Regions from separate parts of the Mus musculus genome. Here all the other regions are linked to region 1. A link is a contact called in public HiChIP or PLAC-seq and promoter capture Hi-C data. All regions are on one chromosome and are shown on one strand. The core of a region is the stretch at or near the end of the contact, and the rest is flanking DNA. Distances in the headings are between cores, read along the strand shown. Region 1 overlaps Mir99ahg (Mir99a and Mirlet7c-1 host gene (non-protein coding)). Region 2 has its middle 12 kb from the start of Gm31431. Region 3 overlaps Gm31431 (a long non-coding RNA gene). Region 4 overlaps Gm31431 (a long non-coding RNA gene).

Evidence for each region. Promoter capture Hi-C pulls out the DNA fragments that hold promoters and counts their contacts. HiChIP or PLAC-seq counts read pairs in DNA pulled down with a chosen protein or histone mark.
Region 2: an H3K27ac HiChIP or PLAC-seq map of heart atrium shows a contact between it and region 1, with 7 times the contacts expected there. The contact joins two enhancer-like sites. A contact is called at or near these places in 5 of 39 promoter capture datasets (cranial neural crest, frontonasal cranial neural crest, hippocampal neurons and 2 more), 1 of 484 Hi-C or Micro-C datasets (ventral hippocampal neurons) and 4 of 115 datasets of contacts at active chromatin or transcription factors (craniofacial prominence, embryonic forebrain, heart atrium and 1 more).
Region 3: a promoter capture Hi-C map of cranial neural crest shows a contact between it and region 1. The contact joins two enhancer-like sites. A contact is called at or near these places in 3 of 39 promoter capture datasets (cranial neural crest, frontonasal cranial neural crest and maxillary cranial neural crest).
Region 4: a contact with region 1 is called in an H3K4me3 HiChIP or PLAC-seq map of craniofacial prominence, with 6 times the contacts expected there. The contact joins two enhancer-like sites. A contact is called at or near these places in 3 of 39 promoter capture datasets (cranial neural crest, maxillary cranial neural crest and second pharyngeal arch cranial neural crest), 1 of 484 Hi-C or Micro-C datasets (uterus) and 2 of 115 datasets of contacts at active chromatin or transcription factors (craniofacial prominence and neural progenitor cells).

The regions. Positions count from the first base shown.
Region 1 is chr16:77,499,156-77,501,866 of GRCm38.p6, reverse strand. It overlaps Mir99ahg (Mir99a and Mirlet7c-1 host gene (non-protein coding)), which reads right to left. Exons shown (of 5, transcript NR_015543.3): 4 at 257-364. Among named protein-coding and RNA genes, the nearest start is that of 9430053O09Rik, 80 kb to the right of the region's middle. Within about 2 kb of position 1,341, at least 195 of the 459 cell types and tissues checked have an H3K27ac peak or open chromatin away from gene starts, as enhancers often do. A contact at or near this core is called in heart atrium and neural progenitor cells, where this site is marked.
Region 2 is chr16:78,100,477-78,103,187 of GRCm38.p6, reverse strand. No RefSeq gene overlaps it. Among named protein-coding and RNA genes, the nearest start is that of Gm31431, 12 kb to the right of the region's middle. Within about 2 kb of position 1,342, at least 42 of the 459 cell types and tissues checked have an H3K27ac peak or open chromatin away from gene starts, as enhancers often do. A contact at or near this core is called in heart atrium and neural progenitor cells, where this site is marked.
Region 3 is chr16:78,058,289-78,060,999 of GRCm38.p6, reverse strand. The region is part of intron 2 of Gm31431 (a long non-coding RNA gene); the gene reads left to right. Among named protein-coding and RNA genes, the nearest start is that of Gm31431, 30 kb to the left of the region's middle. Within about 2 kb of position 1,314, at least 40 of the 459 cell types and tissues checked have an H3K27ac peak or open chromatin away from gene starts, as enhancers often do.
Region 4 is chr16:78,039,118-78,041,828 of GRCm38.p6, reverse strand. The region is part of intron 2 of Gm31431 (a long non-coding RNA gene); the gene reads left to right. Among named protein-coding and RNA genes, the nearest start is that of Gm31431, 49 kb to the left of the region's middle. Within about 2 kb of position 1,373, at least 8 of the 459 cell types and tissues checked have an H3K27ac peak or open chromatin away from gene starts, as enhancers often do.

The sequences.
Region 1 (2,711 bases), core at 92-2,591:
ATGGGGAAGCACTTAAATACAGTTATTTCATCATTCAGACATGTTTACAAACCAAACATTTCTATGAAAAGATTTGTTAAAGGCATCAAGGTACCACATAATCTTTTAAAATTATGTAATAAATATTAACAATAACAACAAAACAAACAAAAAATCCCCAAACACTAAGGTATTCTAATATACACAAAGACCTCACTTAAGTCAATATTAAACTTAATTCTATATACAAAACTTCTGTTAACAGGATGTTACTTACAGAGATGAACAGTTTTATGAATTCATCTGTTATTCGTCCCGACGGGTTTTGAAGGATCTCTCCATAGTGTATATTGCTCAGTTAAGACAGGACTCCTATTCTGGTATGCTGAAGAGGAAAAAAATGTCCTTAAATCTTCTTATTTCAGATTATTCTTATTCTATCACAATTTAGGCAGCAACAGGCAAAGATTCCACAATGACAATATGAGAAAGCAAGAAAAAAAAAACAAACCTGAAGGTTTATTTCATATTTACTGTATAAAGTCACTTTTGACATGCCTATACAACTGGTTGTGGCGGCTTTCAAACATGATTTCTAATATATGTATATATAAAAAATTGCTCCAGGTTCTTTGAGAGAAAGCTTGCCGCTGGGAAGTTGATTTTGGCAATTGGCCAAAATCATGTGCAAAGGGGCCTCATTAGGGATTCATGGCAGCCTTCAGTACTCTCAAAAAAATGTGACCCAACAGGCTAAATGAGCCACTAAAATTAAAAAGTAAGAGACAAAGACAACTTACTTAATATTCCTTCCAAAACATCATTAAACTTTTTCTTTTCTTTTTTCAGTACTCAGACCCACGTTTGCCGAATGCACCATCTCCTGCCCTCTAAGGTTCAAACAATTCCTCTTTAAAACTTGTCTATTTTCTTCGCCCGGAATGTTTTTCTTTCTGTGTCACTTTGCAAAGATTTCTCTGGGGATCAAACAATATCTATTGCGATCAGTTCAATCACAGAAAACGAAAACGTCGAAAGACCGACTACAGACTCCTGATTCAAGTTTTCAATAAGCGAACAAAAATAAGTAAGCAATCTTCGGTACATTTCAACTTCCACAGAAGGAAGCACACACACCCTGTAAACTTGCATCTCTTGTATGGGCCAATTTCACTGACAAACTTGGACACCCCCCCACCCCCACCCCCACCCACCAAAGCAGGTCTGATCCCGAAGTCTTACCTAGATGTCTTCTGGCTTTTCTGTAGATCAAAAAGTTTCCTGCCTAGGCACACAGATATTCTTTCTCACACACCATAGAGGCCCTTTTATGAATCCCACACTGTAACAGGCTGCTTTTCAACACCAGTTGAGAGCGCAGTGCGTCAGCTCTTGAGATAAAATTCATGGCTAACACACAATTAGTGGGAGAGGTTGTCTCCGGGAGAATTTATCTTAGAACGAAAGAAGCAGGAGCACAGCTATTTTTTCCTCTTTATCCCTCCCTTTCTTTCCCCTCTTTCTTTCTTTCTTTCTTTCTTTCTTTCTTTCTTTCTTTCTTTCTTTCTTTCTTTCTTTCTTTCTTTCTTTCTTTCTTTCTTTCTTTCTTTTTTTAAATAGCAAAGAGAGGAGGGTGCGGTCAGATGTTAGAATTTTGCCTGAGAAAAGGGCCCTACACAGCACTAGGACCCACTAAATACTAGCAGAGCAGCCCGGGAAGGGAGCCAACGGAAGGACTTTGTTTGACCCAGCTGCCAATCTCCCCCGAAGCCGTGCGCCAGACTAAACACTCACACTATTTTAACTCAAATCAGGCTACAGCAGCTGTTTGCTTTCCGGCTCTGAGTTCGGCACCCACATGGCCTGTGTGGTTCACCCGTGAGCTTTGCGAGCTGCCTTGCTGAAATCTGTTCCGGGGTGGGATTTATCAGTGGAAAGAAAAATTTAACCCTGCACCTCATGGTTAACAGAGATTGTTTGCTTCTCGGCTTTTGATCCGGTCACCAGAAAGTGGTTTTTCTTTTTATAATCTCTGAAAAATAAGAGTGTTAATTTTACACCCAGGGAGAGAGTTGGGATTTGAAAGTGAGGCTTCCGAACTGTTTTGCTTTGAAAGTTTTCTAACATGTTGAAATTAGCAGTGAAGTGTAGCAATAGCAGCGTGCTTTACTGAAACTTTAGGAGCGAGGCTGGTTTCTGCCTGTTCCTGTTCAACACCTTCCACCATCCAAGATGGAAAACTGGGGTTATACCAAGACTCAATAATGTCTCCTCGGTCGTCTCCTCCACTTTTAGAAAGTTCCTTCAGAAGCAACCATGAAGTAAAGCACTCTACATGCAAAGGCACATGCAACCCAAAGCACAAAGCAACCCAATTCACTTTCCTTAAATTTCCAATTACTTAACTACTTCAAGGCTTGAAATCTCATCAATGACCGTCGAAGACTAAAACGTGTCCATTGGTAGCATAGAGCAAAAATTCAATGAGAAGAAAGCCAGAGGAAGGCCAATATTACAATTATCAAAATTAGGAGGACTGGATTTGATAATTAAGATTAACTGCACAAAAAATAGATGGGCACCTCTGGCCATGTGGGGAACATTAGTCAGTAAATCCTTCTTTGTGTTGAGAGAGAGAAGCTATGAGATGAGCTACTATATATATATATATATATATATATATATATATATATATATATATATACTACAACTAAGTATTTTTACTCCTGGTA
Region 2 (2,711 bases), core at 93-2,592, 600 kb before region 1:
ACAAACAGACAAAATAAAACAAATCTTCAAATGTGAATTTGAAATGTTTCCTTTATTTCTTTGAATATCATTTCTGCTGGAGTTTTTTTTTTTAATTTTAAAAGTATGGTTTATCTAATTATTTTAACCCAGGTCACATATTTGCATTATTACAGTGTGGTACTGCTTATCTTTTTCAGTACCATTCTGATCACAGTTTATAGCATTAGGGTTTTCAGAGGGAGCTGCCCAACAGTGGAGACTGGTTACACAGTCTTCCATGTCTAATATCCATTTCCTTGCTTGTAGCCCACCTGACATAGTTTGATTCAAGAATGATTTCAACAGCTAAGAGATTAGAATAGTGGGAACTTGAGACCCTTAAAAATTGAATCAGTTTGAGTTTAATTTTACAAGTTTGATTTTTGCATGAAGTGTTTAAACCTTCCTTTGATGAAGTTCTTCATTAGAAATTTCTAGGCCTGCATTGATGAGCCTAAGTAGATTTAGAACCTTTTCTAATGGCAGCAATTTGGGTTATTTTCACTGAAGTGACACTACATCATTGTTACCTTTGTGGGTATTTTTATTAACTTTTGCCAGGTACCAAAAGATACATCCCCTTCAATAATTGTGATAATGTATTCGAACTACGCAGGTGACTTTCCCTCTCTAATCCTCCCTCTAATTCAGAGGATTTAAATCTCTTTTGTTAAGTTATTATTGGGAGAAATAACTCCTGCATTCTTTGTGAACCTACTTATAGAAAAAAGGAGATTTTATTTCTCCTTTTAATTAAAAAGAAATACAACTGGTCTTTCAGAATGAACCCGAACCTAATTTAATGTTATAATAAAGAGGAGGTGCCGTGGAGAGAGATTTTGATGTTCCTAAATTTATACTGAGATACAAAAAGCAAATCCGATCTGTCCTGAGCCTGCATTTAATGAAATGTTGTGAGGGCAAGAGAGAGTAGAGAATCTGAACAAAGAGAATACATGTCGGGTGGAGTAGTTTCTTTAGAATGACGAGTTTGTTGGCTCAGCTAGCAGGAGGGGTCAAGCCGTAAACTGAAATAAAGGGACATTATAACTGGTAAGAAGCACAGCTTATACAAGGGTGCACTTTTAAGTTTGGGAGAAATAGTTGTTGCTCTGGCTGGAAAGTTTCTGTTCCCTTCTTTTTTACTAAACCAGGGAAACTGTATTGACATGCACCCAGATGGACGCTTTGCAGCCTTTCAAAGTGACTCTCCCTAACACTGCAAATTCTTGGCCACTTTCCAGTCTAAGGAGAGGTTAGCCAAAGACTAAAGATTTACTCGGACCACCCAAACGATGAGACTCCACCTTTCTTCTGGATCTCAGCCACCCGGGTACAAATAGAGAAAACTCAGGGGGCCAGGGGTAGGGGTGGGGACGACGGACGATGTGGAAGACAGATGGCAGGGAGAAAGAAGAAAGAGACAGAAAAGAAAACGCAACTTTTAATCAGAGGAAATTAAATTCTCCTTGCTTTCTTTCTGTTGCCCTGGAGTATTAAAGATACAAACCAGCTACATCAATCACTCCTCAACATAGACCTTTTTGTTTGCTGCTCTGAGCCAGAAGCACACATTGTGATTTTTTTTCTGTACACTGCAATGGTCATTATTGTGTGTGTGTGTGTGTGTTTTTTTTTTTTTTTTCTTAAATTTCAGACGAAAGCCTTTACATCCTAGCTCTGATTCTGGACAGTGACATTTTGCGTGGTGGGGAATGATAAAAATCTGTTCTTTGGCATCTTAAAGTTTTATGGAAGATTCTCACTTATTTTATTAGAGCTTTCGTGTTTGGAGACGTTTGGAGCTTGAGTTGAGTTCTAACTGTTCTGAGAGGTTTACAGACTTCCTCGGGCATTTCTGACCAGGATTCATGGACACTGTGATTTCTGCTATCAGTAAATATTTTTTAAATCATTGTTTTTATTGTATAGATTTACAGGGTAGAGTGCAACAATTTGATAGATGCATATGTTATATAATGATCAAATCGATGGTTAATCTTTCCATCTCTTTAAGCATTAATAAATTGAGAAAGAACATGTAGTAGTTGTCCATTCTCTATTGTTCCTGTTCAGGGTGTATGACCCTGAGGTAGGAGACTGTAGCACAGTCCAGCTCTGGTGGCACATCTCCTTATTTTCCACCTCTTGGAGGGGCAACATCAGCACTTTGTCTCCTGAGGGTAATTTGGGGCTTAGGTACTTTAGGGTCAAAAGAAATATTAAGAAAGCAGGCTTAAGCCAGAATTTGGCTTAACTGATTCAAGGCTAGTCTGACCTTCAAGTGACCTGCCAGGGGAAAGCATGGATCTACCATCTCATGTGTAAACATGATAGGTTCTGCAGATGCTTAGAACTATGGGATGAATGACCCATGTAGGGATGCTCCAAAGTTTTATCAGCCTGTCAATCAATCAGGATAAGGATCTATCCTCTTTCTTACCCTGTGGAGGGGCTGCTCTAGCTCTAACTCATACAAAGAGCTTGGAAAAGAACTCTCAGATCTAAACTTGAGTTGGCTGAGTCTGTGGACTGCAGCCCCTTTTACTCCGTCTGTCCACAGATCTATACTTTTATTATTGATCCTTGGGTATCTATTCCAATTCATTGAGACAAGGAACCTGATATGACACAATGGGACTCTCCAAGATCCTCCCGGACAACAGATCACTCCTCCAACGTTTCTTTCA
Region 3 (2,711 bases), core at 65-2,564, 560 kb before region 1:
GCTGCCTTCTGGCATAGGTTTCCCTCCCACAACCCACAGGAAGAAATGCGCTTCTTCACATGTAGCGATGTCACTCTAAGAAATTAAAAGGATGAAGGAAAAGTCTCTCGAGATCTAGTCTAGGCTTGGGATTTTGCAAATCTCTTCTGGCAGGTTAGATTGGATAGACTATTCACAAGCCCAACCCAACTGCACGAGCTAAAGAAACAGAGTGCATCTTCCAAAGGAAGCAATGCTAGTCAGGCTTCGAGCATGCACACTAACGGCATGACTCATTTCTGGGATATTTGGCTGTCGACAGCTTAGAAACCTCATACCTCCCTCTTTACTTCATACATCCTAAAAAGCTGCTGAGGAAGCTTCGCACTTTCTCCTTTGGAAGCCAGGGAAGCTCAAACCACAGAAAACCCTGTGGATGTGGCCACCATTGCTACAGGCCCTCCTCCAGCCACCACTAAAAATTCTGGGTCATTCATTCCTTGCTTGTCTCATGGTATGTTTGGATGAGCATAGGAAGTACATGGTGCTCTTCCCCAATGATTTGTCCTGTCTGTCTGTCTGTCTGTCTGACTCTGTGTGTGAGAGAAAGGGAGAGGGAGAGAGAGAGGGAGAAAGGGGGAGGGTAAGAGGAGAGAGGTGAGAGGGAGAGGGAGAGGGAGAGGGAGAGAAGGAGAGGGAGAGGGAGGGGGGAGAGAGAGAGGGAAAGAGGAAGAGAGGGAGAGAGGGAGAAGGAGAGGGGGAGAGAGAGAGGGAGAGGGGGAGGGGAGAGGAGGAGAGAGAGGGAGAGGGAGAGAGAGAGGGAGAGGGGGAGAGAGAGGGAGAGGGGGAGAGGGAGAGGGGAGGGAGAGAGGGGGAGAGGGAGAGAGGGAGAGGGGGAGAGGGATAGATGGGGAGGGAGAGGGGGAGAGAGGGAGAGAGGGAGAGGGGGAGGGGGAGAGGGGAAGGGGGAGAGGGAGAAGGGGAGGGGGATGGAGAGTGAGAGGGAGAGAGAGTTATCCTTTTGGAGTCTATGTGAATAGTACAATCTCATGAACACAGACAAAATGGTAAAAATGCAGCCGTGTGGGCAATCAATAATGTTAATGTTTTCCAACGTTTGTTAGTTACAAGTATTCCTGGGATCTCAGTGGCTTATGTGTCTGCATTTGTGTATATATATGTGTGTGTATTTCTGTTTATGCTTTCAAAAGTATTTATTTTACTTTTAATTATATGTGTGCAGGTGTGCAGATATTTGCACATGAATGAGGATATAGGCAGAGGCCAGAAGCCTAAATCTACCTGGGTTTGGAATTACAGGTTGTCCTTAACTCCCCATGTGGGTACTAGGATTCAAACTTGGGTCCTCTGCCACAGCAATGTGAGTTCTTAACTACTGAGTCCTTTCTCCAGCCTGCAGGGATGAAGGTCAGCTTCCCCTTGAGCTCATGATTCCCTTGCCGTTTCCTCATCAGCACATCTTACCAAGCGCGGTGCATGTTTTATGCTGGGTTTTGTTCCGTTCCCTTGGCCTGCAGCTGAGCCCATGTGCTCTGGCTATCATTGCAGTAGGCTGGTGGCTGCTTGACTCCCCATGACTTGGGTGTAAGGATTCTTTGTCTTTTGGAATCTAAACGGATGGAATACCTATCAGCCAGGATATGCTGTTAGAATATAGGGAGAAAAAAATGGGCAAAAGAACCAGGGCAAAACCAAAGCGAGTTTCAGAGGTCTGACTGGGGATCTAGGCTAAGTCCTGCTTTGCTGGACATGATTGGCTAAGTCAAACAGTCCAGTGTAGGTGGACTTTTGGCTACTTTGTGGGTTCTTTTTTTTTCATTGTTCTCTCTTCTTCCAACCTTTCAACACCTAAGACTAGGTAGGAGAGAAAAGTGGATACAAGGGAAAGGGTGACAAAATCATTGCACTGCCTGCTGATTAGGGGCATCAAGTTCCTTGGGGCAAGTTTGATCTTCACCATCAGGATATCTAATTTCTTCTTTTCATCTCTTTGTACTTAACTACTTGTCAAATTGGAACAACCTACAATCAACCATCAACCAACCAACCAGCCCCTTCCACTGGGGCCCTAGTGTTTATATATTCTTTAAAAAGTGCCCATCCTCCTGTGCAGCAGAACACCAAAATTTGTAATTAATCTCTAATTAAAACTTACTACCTTGGCAATATCTCCATAGCCCTCTGTCCTTGACAGTTTGTGATAACCACTGATAAACTTTCAACCTCATGAAATAAGATGTGAAAACAGATATATTTTTGTTTTCCGTGTATTTCTGTGTGCATGTGTGAACATGTGTCAGATGTGGGTAGTGCCCACAGGGGTCCAAAGAGGACTGTTCTGTCCCCTGGGGCTTCATTATTGTCAGTTGTATGCTGCCCCTGTGGGTGCTGGGAACAGAACTCAGGTCCTCTAGAAGAGCTCCTAACCACTGAGCCTCCTTTTCAGTCCCAACATCATGATACATCTATATAAAGATTCTCTCTATGGGCTCCAATTTTGAAAACAGGTTAAGTGTCTCCATTTAGTATGAGAGAAGAGGAAAATGTCTAATTTTTTTGGTTTATCAGTGGAAATCTCACAAAAATAACTGCTGAAAGAAGAAACTTAGGAAAAATTTCAGTTCTCTTTGCGTTGGCTGCTTTTGTATTCTAGTGAGCAGGTCACTCTGTGAGGTGATGCTAGCGGCTTGTTATTTATTGTGTTCTTTCTA
Region 4 (2,711 bases), core at 124-2,623, 540 kb before region 1:
ATTGGACACAGTTTTACAAAATATGCCATGCTTCACATTTTCTTCCATGTGCGATAAAAATTACACATAATATTCTAGATTGCTGTGGCAATCAGGAAAGGATCCCAAGAGAGAAAGGTGAACAGAGTTGAATGAATAGAGAACTTAAGAACCCTCTGTGCTCAGTCTGTTCTGAAACCGTGGATGGTAGATCAAAGAAGAGAGGCATTCAGATATCTAACTCAAGTCCTATGAGCCTTGGTCCTAAGTGTGCAGTGTCTTCGGCAATAGAGGTCCATGCCAGGGAGCCAAGGGCTACATCTATAACCTATATTGTTCTGGGAATCACTTGGGCTACCCTGACCAACCATTTGAAAGGAGGTTTGCCATGCATGATATTTCGAGCCTTCTTAACCCGAGTAGCTTAATTTCTTTTAAGATCTCTCTCTCTCTCTCTCTCTCTCTCTCTCTCTCTCTCTCTCTCTCTCTCTCTCTCTCCTTGTCCCTCTCTGTGTGTATGTTTATACATACACATACACTTATACATATTGTATATTATTGTAGATGAGGTCAAAATAATGTGGTTCCTAGAGGCTTGAATGATTTTAAGAGACCAGAACAGCAGGAAGTTAGTTGGGAAACGTTGTCTCCTAGAAATGGCTGCATAAAACAAGTCTGTGACAAAGGCAATTGCAATGGGTGTTAGCATGGAAGGGAGAAAATTGCGTGGTGCCTCAATCCTAGAAAAGGAACTACAGGCAACTAATGACTGTTGGGAGGGTATGAATTAGCCTCTCCTAAGAGTAAGCTTCCTTTTTGGTTGTCCAATGTAGCATAGTCAGCCTTGAAATCAGATATACACAAGAAAAACAGACCCTGTGGATTAGTTTTATATATATTTGTGTCCAACATGCACACACACACACACACACACACACTCACACACACACACACACACACACACACACACACACACACACACACACACACACACACACCATACCACACCACCACCATCATACAAACAAATTCCACACCATACATAGAAAATAGACATTAGTAAGGCAGAATTAGTTCTGACCTCCTGATATGGCCTTCCTGGGGACATTGTACACTGTTTCAAAATATTTACATTGAGGGACCTGATGGAGAAATGTATGAAATATCTGTAACCAATATTTGCAACTGTTATACAGATCCAAAATTAGTTCAATAGAAAAATATTTATAACTATCATGACATTTATAACATGAGAAGTTTATGGCTTATAGGAATGTTTGATGAATGGAAAGGATTTGGGGGTCATGAAGAGGAGAATAATTAAATACAGGCAAGAGTCTAGTGTAGAATTACAGAGACAGTGCCTGTGTGTGGGTGCAAGTTAATGGCATTCCGGCTGGCCAGAGCATCAAGAGTGCGGGGGATGAATTACAGCCCACTTGGGCCAGCCTCACTGTAGTTTCCTACTCTTATGACAAGGTTTTTGAAAAACCAGAGCTGCTAATTTTTAACATGTAATTTGGGTCTGAATTATTGATGCAAAGCAGCTGACTGAGATTTACATTACCCTTTACCCACTTCCTGTCTCATACAGCCGAGCAGCTAGGATTCGCCAAGAGGATGTGGGGCTGTAGGAAATGCAAGCCAGAGAAGCAGCCCAAGTCTATACCACATGGAAGGTACTTGCCTATCAGCAAAAAAAAATTGTATCAGACGTCCACGTTCAACACTGCATTTTGCTTACAATAAATATAGGAGTTGAGGTTGACCTAACTAAGAAAGATACTTACAACTGTGTAAGGTTTGGTGTTGATGATCTTGGAGCCTTTCAGCTCATTAAAAATTCTGTTCCATGGATCTCAGTCAATACAGCTTCAGGCATGCTTTGTCCTTTGCTAAGATTTTTTTTTTAAATTTTTTTACTAGATAGTTTCTTCATTTATATTTCAAATGCTATCCCAAAAGTTCCCTATACCCTCCCCCTTCACCCCCGCACTGCTCCCCTACCCACTCACTCTCACTTCTTGGCCCTGGCGTTCCCCTGTACTGAGACATATAAAGTTTACAAAACCAGGGGGCCTCTCTTTCCAATGATGGCCGACTAGGCCATCTTCTGCTACATATGTAGCTAGAGGCACGAGCTCTTGGGGGTACTGATTAGTTCATATTGTTGTTCCACCTATAGGGTTGTAGACTCCTTCAGCTCCTTGGGTACTTTCTCTAGCTCCTCCTTTGGGAGCCCTGTGTTCCATCCTATAGATGACTGTGAGCATCCACTTCTGTATTTGCCATGTACTGGCATAGCCTCACAAGAGACAGTTATATCAGGGTCCTTTCAGCAAAATCTTGCTGACATATGCAATAGTGTCTGCGTTTGGTGGCTGATTATGGGATGGACCCCTGGGTGGGGATCTTAATGAGGTTGTGTTGAGCATCACCTGGGAGAGAGAAAGGCATTTCAGTGAAGCACAGCAGTGCCCTGAGCGTGGTATGGCATAAGTGAGTGGGACCAAACCCTCTACTGACTGATACGGAATGATAGTTCATGCTATACTTAGCCTGAGCCCCCATTTCTCTTGTTATTTTGTGAATGCTTAGTCAACTCTTGCTCAGTTCTTAGGTTTCCAGAGTTTTCTGTTTTTGTGATTTTCATTTCATTTTAAAAGGTATCTGACTACATGGCCCAATGCTACCAAAAGTAAGGAAGCCCATGTTGATGATGTGCACGCTTG